Regions from separate parts of the Capsicum annuum genome. Here region 1 is linked to region 2. A link is a contact called in public Hi-C data. All regions are on one chromosome and are shown on one strand. The core of a region is the stretch at or near the end of the contact, and the rest is flanking DNA. Distances in the headings are between cores, read along the strand shown. Region 1 holds the start of LOC107855661 (citrate synthase, glyoxysomal). Region 2 holds the start of LOC107842310 (putative [ribosomal protein S18]-alanine N-acetyltransferase).

Region 1 (5,048 bases), core at 1,491-3,990, 600 kb before region 2:
CGTGATATTTGTCACCTGCCAAGTGATGGGTACCAAGTGATGGGTACCAGATAATTTTGTCCACCAAAGCTAGGATAAATGGAATGAAATACCCTAGTGTTTTTGTCTTCGCTTGGATTTGAACCTGAGATCTTATGGTTCTCAACCACTTCACTCACCTCACTGACCCTAGGCCACACCCTTGGGTGCAATTTTTAAAGATCACTAGGACGCAGAACTCCGTTCTTTTGGTGCAATAGCTCACAATTGGTCTACTCCATGCCTGACTCGAGAACAATTACATACTATTTGCTTGTGCATATGCCTCTAGATAGAGGTAGATACAGCATAAAGCCATTGCCTCGCATTCTAACAGTATAAATGTGTCATTAAAAAAATCTAAAGACGTGTATGTGTATTAAATCACACATGCACCAGTTTAGAATTCTAGATCAATACACATTTAAGACTGCCAATGAAAAGCATATAAGCGAGTCCGAATTTACAAAAAAAAAAATATTACCAGAGCTAGAACAGTAGTACTCCCTCAGTTCACTTTAAGTCAGTTTCCTTCGCGAGAGTCAATTTGACTAAACTTCAATCTAAATTAAAATCGACTAATTCAATACTTTACATTTAAAATTTAGATCTTTGAAAAGTATACAAAAAATACTACAACTTACAATCTTAGAATATTACTAGAGCCAGCACGATCGTTCTCATACTAATGAGATAAATTTTGAAACTGAAACTGACGGAAAAAAAATTGAAACTGAGACAATCAAAAAATACATCTAAAAACATGGATCAAAGTTATTACATATACTCTCGACAGGTGAAACGTCACAAGTAAAAATCAATGGAGTACAGAAACCATTGTTATCATAAACAGAGATCAAAATTCACAACGGAAGATTCATAATTTGATGATTGCCTTTTTCAAGTCGGTAGCTTTAATAGTACTAGAGCTAGCACAGTAGTACTTCCTTTACTTTTACTTGTCACGTTTCTCTTCACAAAAGTCATTTTTTTAAGCTTCCGAACTAAAATGAATTAGATTAATTTAATTCTTCACATCTAAAACTTAGATCTTCGAAAACTATAAAAAGAAAAAACTATAAATTTCAATATTTCTTATATTATGAGATTAAAAAAAATACATCTTAAAATATTGATCAAGATTCATATCAGATTGACTCACGATAAGCCACACGTGACAACTAAAAATAAATGGAGGATAAAAATCGTCGTTATCGTAGACAGAGATCAAAATTGCATCCGAAGATTAGGAATTAGAGAGTCAATTTAACTGATCTTGAAAGCTAAATTAAATTAGATTAATTCAATACTTTACATTTGAAATTTAGATCTCCCAAAATTATATAAAAAAGAAATAACTATAAACTGCAGTATTTCTCATATAAATGAAATGAAACAAATTGACTCTCGATAAGCAAAACTTGACAAGAAAAAATCGTCGAGGATCAAAATTCAAGTGGAAAAATTACATCTTAGAGTCAAAAGTGATGATTTACCTTCTTCAAATACGTGTCTTTAATAGTACCTTCTTAACCGGATACTTCTTGCTAGAGCCAGCACAATGGTACTCGTTCAGTTCACTTTTATTTGTCACGAAAATCAATTTGACTAATCTTTAGGAGCTAAATTGAATTAGATTAATTCAACATCATTTAAAATTTAGATCTTCGAACAGTATATGATAAATTGCATTTTTTTCTCATATTAATGAGATAATAAAAAATACATCTTAAATTATTGATCAAAACTGACTCTCGATAAGTTAAACGTGACAAACAAAGATAAAATAGGATCGGAAGAATTGGAATTTGATGATTTACCTTCTTCAACTCAGTAGCTTTAATAGTACATTAGAGCTAGCACAGTAGTAGTTACCTTCAGTTTTATTTCTCACGTTTGCTTCACGAGAGTCAATTTGTCTAATATTCAATGCTAAATCAAAATAAATTAACTCGATACTTTATATTTAAAATCTAGATCTTTGAAAACTATACAAAAAAATGGATAATCTGCAATTTTTCTCATATTAATGACATAAAAAAAACAACAAAAATATTGATCAAAGTTGATACAAATTATTTGTCTCTCGATAAAAAAAACGTGACAAGTAAAAGTAAACCGAGATCAAAATTCAAGCGGAATAATAGTAACATAGGAAGATTTGGAATTTGATGATTTACCTTCTTCAAATCAGTGGCTTTAATAGTGCCTTCTTCGGAAACCTGAACCGGATACTTCTTACCTGTCCGTTCATCGAAGATCGTTAAAGCGCCTTTTACATTCGGCGGCGGCGGTACAACGGCGGAGACGACGGAAGTTTCTAGAAGTTTGGAATCGGAGATATTGAGGGAAGAAGTAGCTGCGAGATGAGCTGAAAGTACCGCTAATCTTCCTCGAGCAATTGTTGATGATGAATTTCCGTTTTCCATTTTTGTATATTTTTTCTAGAGAAATTTTTGTGTTTGATGATCCTGTGTTGGTTGTTTATATTATATTGCGTGTGTGAATTTATTGATCTTAGGTTATAATGGAAATAAAAGTGGGGAAATTGATGAGCAATTTGTGGTGAATTACTACTGGGAAAATGGTCCTATCTGTTTTGTTTGTAGTTTTTTTCCTTTTTATGTTTTTTACAACGTGTCATGGTAATTCATTATCCAAATATTTGGGTTTTTTTTACCTTAAGTTAGTTGAGTGAGTGATTTTACACGTAAAAGACATGAGATTAATTCTTCTTTGCCAGCAACTTTCTCAATTTATAACTTCTTGTATCGAGCATTTGTTAGTGTGGTTTAGTATGATTTTTAAGTTATTGCACGAAACGGATTTACTTGATGCACAGTTAAAAAATAAAAGTTTTTTTCTAAAATTTCCACAAAAAAAGGTATTTTTCCTCAATATTTGATGGTACATTATATTTGATTAAATTTAAATTCATACAATACTAAATCATTTTTAAAAGTAATGCTCCTGACAATTTTTTATTTTTTTTTCTAGATCTCAAACACAAAATCTCTAAGTAGCAACGAACAAATCTCAATTACCCTGTTACAACCCATATTGATTTTGGCAAAGGTATTCACTATTTTTTTTTTACATAAACTAATCGTGTAAGTCGAAACTTAGTTTAACGTTGGTTAACTGATTTGTGGCTTAAAATTAAATTATAATATTATAAAAAAAAATATTGAATACTATAAATAAATTTTTAAAAAATATTAATATTAAACAGAATTATAGCGTATATGTATTAACTAAAAATTTTAACACTAACATAGTTAATAAAAAAATCGGCACTTATGCAGCCTATGCATGTGATCGAGTTTAAGGCTGCATTTGTTTTTTTTAAGATTCAGACTTCTGAATCTGAATGCACGTCTGAATGATGAAGATATTATCTCTAAATATGAAAACCGAATGATTAAAACTGTTTGTTTTTCAATATCTGAATGTGCAAAAAAAATTATTTGTATATATAATAAAATAAAAAATACAATTCAAAATAAAAACTAATTATATATCAGAAAAATATGTAATTTAATACAACAAAATTATATTATTTGATTGAAAAAAATATTTATGTTTGTTAGTGATAGTGGAGATGGTTTATAATGGTGGTTGCGGTGATAATGATTGATGTTAGTGATTAGTAATATTAGTGGTGATAGTTGTGATGGTTGGTATTATAGTGATGTTATGATGGTGGCGGTTGATAGTGGTGGTGGTGTTGGTTATGATGTGACGTTGCTTGATGTTAGTAGTTGGAGGTGTTGATTGTAATGGTTGAAAAATGAATGCATGATGGTTGACGATGTGTTGATGCTAGTTGGAGACGTTAGTTGTGATGGTAGAGATGGTTGTTAGTAGAGATAAATTGTGGCGATGATAGTGATTGAAGTGATGGTAGAGGTAGCGTTACTAGTGGCAATGGTGGTGGTCGCCGAAGAATGTGTGGAGGTTGTGATGTATTAGTGGTCGTAATTAGCGGTGGTGCTAGTTGTGATAGATGAGTTGATTCCAGTAGTGGTTGATGATGGTGGTGCTGTTGACATTGGTGGTGGCGATAAATATAATTAGAAAAATAGAAGTAGTATGTGTGGTAGCGATATTTGTTGTCGATGATGGTTGTGATGGTGGAGGTGGTTGGTGGTGGTGGGTGCTGGTTGACAATGATGGTGGTGGCAGAGTTGGTGACTGATGATTATTATGAATAGAGTGACGGTGAATATTATTCAACACCACAATACCTCTTCAGACCTATTAAGACTTGATTCTAGATCTGAATGATTAACCTATTCAAACCTATTAACAGCTAAAATCTTAATAAAAAATAAATGTAATTAATGGTCTGAAATCTGAATCATTCAGATTCATACCTCCATTAAGTGCAAACAAATGAGTCGTAAGTGTTTTTTTTAAAAAAAGAAATGTTAGTTTGGCTCGGGTTTAATATCATATTACGCACATACAACGTGTCAATCTAACTAACAAATTTCGCTGGCCGATAAAATATTCATCATTTATCGGTAGTGGACCTGAACAAAATAAAATAATTTGAGGAAGAGAAAGAAATTAGAGAAAAACAGTAACTCATAGGCAGCAATTGTATCGTTCGTAAATTTTTATATCGTGAAATTTGACATGGAAGTTTTTCTAAAAAAAAAAGAAAAGAAATATTAAAAATTACTTTTTTCGTCTCATATTACTTGACATATTTGTTAAAATTTTATTTCAAAATAATTGACATATTTAAAGAATGAAAAGATTATTGAACATCTTTTTTCATATTTACCTTGCTAATTTAATGAAAGAGTAATTAACTCCAATCAATAGTAATAATACTTAAGAATGTGCATTTAATGGAATAACTAGTACTAGTACCCGCGCGATGCGCGGTCGATATTAAATGAAATTAATTATAGAAATTACTATCTTATTGATTTTATATAATAAAAAATTTATTCAATATCGTTCACATATTTGAAATTAATAAATTTATGCAAAATAAAAAATAACTATTAAAATATTAA
Region 2 (5,333 bases), core at 40-2,539:
TATAGATACATATTCTCTTTAACAATTATATCGTTTTTATATAGTTTAATAATTATTTCTAAACAATAAGAAAAAATAGAATATTTGATCAATCAAAAAATTTATAGCAAAAAAAAATTGAAATATTTTTAAAAGGGCCGAGTTGCCCAAGTTGAATACTGTATCAATATTGTATATAGACTGTATCAGTATTGTATATGGACTACGTAGGCCAAAATGACTCAAATTAGGAAATGACTATAAAGCGGAATTAGTATATCCGACTGACCACTTTTTGGAAAGTTTTCAAACTTGGGCTATTTGTTTTAAAAAGTGTTATAAAGTGTTCCTCTTCCCAAATTAAAAATCGGAGTAATTTTTTTTTTAAAAAAGAAAAGGACATGGGCTGGCCATTTTGAAAAGAAATGGCCAGCAATTTAAAAGTTGGACAATTGAAGCCAGTCGGCCCAATTTAATTCCAATTTTTAGTCATTTAGTTCGTCGATCGCATGTAGACTCTATACCCAATTGATACACTTTTATACCATATTGATACATTTTTATACTACATTGATACACTTTAATACCACATTGATACAGTTTTATACTAGATTGATGCACTTTTATACCACGTCGATACAGTATATATACCACATAAATACACCTTTTACAGAGGAATCTGAAGAAGAGAAATAGAGGATGACTTGTAGAAAGTGAATGTATGTATAGAAGAGAAAAATAGCTTTGGAGTTACAGAAATAACGTAATGTACGAAGAAGAAAATAGCTATGGAGTTACAGAGATGGTGTAATGTACGAAGAAGAAGAAGAGAGAGAAAGTGACAAAAGAGAGGATTTGAGTTTAGCCTAAAAAAAATAAAAAATAAAGAGAGAGACTTTGTTGTGGATTGAAAAAGAGTTACTTTTTAATACTCTCTCCGTCTCATTTTATCCGTCCTAAATTGAAATGATACATCAATTAAGAAAATAATGATTGGTAATGTAATTTTATCATTTTGCCCCTCTTAATTGTGTCTTGTTGTTAGTTTGAATACTGATGGATGACTAATACCAAAACACCATTTATATTCTTAATAGTGTACTTTTAATGGTACTTATCTTTGCAACGTTTTTCTTTTTCAAGAATACTAATAATAAGGAGTAATTAATTATACAAAAAAAAAATTATCTCGTCTTGATAAGTAAAAAAGATAAAATAAAATGGAATAATAAATTAAAAAATTTAAAACGAATAAAATGAAACTAAGGGAGCATATAAGGTCATTAGTTACTTGAACAATAAACACACAAAAAAGACAATTAAGCACAAGAAACAGCTAGTTAAATTTAAAGTGGGTATTCAAAAGTACTTCTGCAGGTTAGACTGAAAAAAGAAAGAAACCTAATTTGCGAGACTACGTATAAATGATTATGATGGTTGCTATTTATTGAATTTTTAAATTTAAAATTAATTTTATTAAATTATTTTAATTTTAGGTGTTATATTTGTCCTCTCCAACAAAAAATACCCGACCCATTATACAAGTTGATTCTTGTGTTTTTTTTTTTTTTTGGTCAGAAAGTTGATTCTTGTTAACCTAATGCAACAACAGAGAAATAGGAAATCCAAGAAAAATGGTAACAAGAGTAATAATTGAATTACAAAGAAATTCACCAAATTGGTCTAAATTAGTTGAAGACATAGTGAGAATAGAGAAAAAGATTTTCCCCAAACACGAATCATTAGCTAGATCTTTTGATGAAGAACTGAAAAAGAAGAACAGTGGGTTGCTTTACATTCAAATGGGTGGAGATGTTGCTGGTTATGTTATGTACTCTTGGCCTTCTTCTCTTTGTGCTTGCATCACTAAATTAGCAGGTTTGAATAAGAAAATTCCTTTTCATCTTGCATACTTTTTTTTGTTTGGGTGTAGATTTTTGTGTTAGTAATTGGTCTTATTATTGAATTTAATCTGATTATTGAGGCATTATAGTTGTAGTAATATTCTTGGATCGGATTCTATGGACTCGTTTTGTATGAGGGATAAGGGATAACTAATCTTGGAATAATTTTAGGATGAGTTTATTCCATGTTTGGTTGGAATTAGTTATTCCGGAATTGTAGTGTTTTTTAATCCCATATTGAGGGTGGGTTAATAAGGATAACTGGTTCACCAGCCAAATGAGCCTTAAGAGCTTGTTTGGATTTACTTATTTTAGGTGCTTTTAAGCTAAAATAGCTTTTAAGCTGTTTTGTAGTGTTTGGAGAAAATAAAAAGTGTTTTTAAGTACTTGTTTTAAAGTCGCAAGTTATAAGCTCATTCAAATAGGTTCTAAGCTGCTATATGAGATTGTTTGGCTGAGGGTTTATCAAGAACAACCTCTCTATCTTCGCAAGGTAGGGGTAAGAATATGTACACGTTACCCTTCCCAGACCCCAGTTGTGGCATTACACGGGATATATTGTTCTTGTTGTTGTTAAATGTAAGGAGATAAAGTGCACTCATTGATTGAGAGATCCTAAAATTGAGGTGATGGGATCGTGGATGTAGTTCCTTGCTAATCAGTTCTTGTTGGTTAGTGTGGAATTTTAATTGTAACTCTTGGTATTCTTGGATTGGGACTGAAGTTGAAACAGTATGTTGGAAAGTTGAGATGCTTTAATTACTAAGTAGCATCTGATCCATTACCATCTAACAGTGTTTATCTGAAGTTGCAGCTCAATTGCTGTCAGATTACTTCTCGACATTTATAAAAGAGCCTATAAGTTTAATAGCAGGCGAAATGACAACTATGGCCTCTCTATTAGTTGTCTAACATGTGTAACTATTGCTAAGCATATCGATTTTGGGATGGAGAAAAGATTAGGAATCATTAGATTCAAGGATACTTCGTTTCTAGAGGCACTACTGTGCTTGCAATTGGTAGTTGACACTGGTCTATGAAACTTGTACCAGTGTGATCCACATTAGGTTGGGGATGAACTTTTGCACGACGAGGTAGAATTCACAGGATTGGATGTGACCAATGTGATTTAAGATAGCAAGTTATAATCACGAGGAACTTAAATGCGTCTCTTTGCTAATGTTTGCGTATGAGAAAGAACATCAGAAGTGTGAATGTGACTATAACTTGAACATTCAATAGATAAAAATACCTATTTTGGAGTAGTTCATCTACAAAAAAGATGTCTTTCTAAGAAGAATATGCTTGAATGCATTTGCCAAACAAGTTCTGATCTCTACGAACATAGAGGTAAGAAAAATTGCTTCTGTTGGAATCTGCATCATTTTTTTTTTGAAGGATCCAAGTCTCTCAGTTAGAGTGGTGTTATGCATTTTTCCCCTCCGAGGAACTGATATGTTAACAATGACCTGCTGGCACCTCTCGGACGAAGAATTGAACAAGGTGTTTAGCAAATGTGAAAGAGATGCTGCCATTTAGTTTAGCTGCTCAGGATTTGCATGACTCCATAGGCTATATCATACCTAACCAAAATATGTCCTCCCTCAAACTAATTAAAGCTTACTGTATATACTATTGAGGAAAGAACAAATCTTGAAATAGCTAGCACTTGTTTTTAAGGTGTTTCGCGTGAGATTTCAGTTAAATCTTTCTCTGAACGCCATCATATTGAATCACTATAGAGAATGACAGAAGGTAAATTGATATTATCAGTAAATATTCCTGATAAGTCAGGGGAAGCATTGTCCATCATTGCATTGAAGAAAGAACCATCTTTCATGTGATGATTATTTTTCTTTGTTTTCTTTAAAGAATTACTTTGGTTCTTTCTGTGGTTATGAATTTCTTATCGTGATCCTTACCAGTAAGAAAAAGTTTGCTTCCGCTACATGCCTGTCTTTTTTCGTATTGGTCTCTGGCCTAAGTGAATCATCACAAGTTGAAAAAAGAGGGGAAAGAGTTTCATTTACAATATTCCTTCATTTTTGACATTTAAAATATTTTCATAATTGCTTACTGATGTTACTTTCCTGTGGAATGGCATTAGTGAAAGAGAATTACAGGGGACTAGGCCATGGAGAGATATTGCTGAAGGCAGCAGTGCAGAAATGCAGAACAAGAAATGTTCACCGGATATCACTTCATGTAGATCCTACAAGGATTGCAGCCATGCAGCTATATAAGAAACTTGGTTTCCAAGTGGATAGTCTTGTGGAAGGCTACTATTCTTCAGATAGAAATGCCTACAGAATGTATTTGGATTTTGAGATGGAATAATAGCATACTGAAATAAAGGGAACTTTATCTTTTCCATAATTTTGCAGCTGTCTCATATTCTATGTAGAGATTGGTCAGCTTCCCTTGTAAAAGCTGGTGAAAAGAAATGCCTTCACATCTAGCCTTGAAATTTTCAACATTATTATATGCAATAAAGAGCAATTTGGTGCACTAGAACTTTCTATATACAGAGGGCCCTAGAAAGGGCCAAACCACATGGTTTTTTGTATGTAGTCTTAGCCGGTATTTATGTAAGAAACTGTTTCCACGGCTTGTACCTGTGACGTCATGGTCGTAAGGCAGCAATTTTACCCATTGTTATATGCAATATGGCCTCAAGTTGAAACAAGGCCACAGGAAATGTTTTTAAAAAACACACTACAATCTGACAACGTAAATAAGTAAACACACTGAAAAAGGGGAAGTGCTTGAATGCAAAAACAAAGCATGAGTATCTTCTTGCCAAGTTATGTTTGGAGGAAAATAATAGTAGCAAAACAAATATATGCAAGGCAGGTAGCTAAAAGAAAGTCCACATTTTCTCTTGAACAAGTGAAAGGTCCCTCTACAAGTAGAGGTAAACAATTTTAATACTATAATTCATTACATCTAAAATACAATAGAGACAGCCGTCGATATGCCCGTCAACAGATCGACAATAACCAATGCATGGAAAATATTTTAGAAAATAAAAAGGGTGGTCCGGTGTACTAGAACTCCCTCTATACACTGGATCCAAAAAATGATTGGACCACAGAAGTCTATTGTACGCAATTTTATCCTACATTTCTGCAAGAGGCTAGAACTTGCAAAGTCATGTGTAAGAAAATGGAAAAGAAGCGGTGGATTCGGAAAAGAAAATTGGCCAATGCATGGAAAATATTTTAGAAAGTAAAAAAGGTGGTCTGATGCACTAAAACTTCTGCGCTGATCCAAAAAAGGGCTGCACTATAGAAGTCTATTATACAGATTCTTACCTTATATTTATGGAAGTGGCTATAACCGCGGCTTGAACTTGCAAAAGCAGGTGTAAGAAAATGAAAAAAAAAAAAGAAGCACTGGATCTGAAAAAGGGTTAAACCACAGTCTTACCCTTAAACCCGTAAAAGCATG

The links. A called contact is a pair of places that touch in the nucleus more often than the background predicts.
Region 1: a Hi-C map of leaf shows a contact between it and region 2, with 2.7 times the contacts expected there. The contact joins the promoter of LOC107855661 here to the promoter of LOC107842310 in region 2. A contact is called at or near these places in 2 of 5 Hi-C or Micro-C datasets (leaf and placenta).

Annotation. Positions count from the first base shown.
Region 1 is chr9:193,025,731-193,030,778 of UCD10Xv1.1, reverse strand. It overlaps LOC107855661 (citrate synthase, glyoxysomal), which reads right to left and starts at 2,740. Exons shown (of 13, transcript XM_016700679.2): 1 at 2,199-2,740. The coding sequence starts at 2,447.
Region 2 is chr9:192,428,952-192,434,284 of UCD10Xv1.1, reverse strand. LOC107842310 (putative [ribosomal protein S18]-alanine N-acetyltransferase) reads left to right here and starts at 1,289. Exons shown (of 2, transcript XM_016686076.2): 1 at 1,289-1,857; 2 at 3,991-4,394. The coding sequence starts at 1,614. The coding sequence ends at 4,220.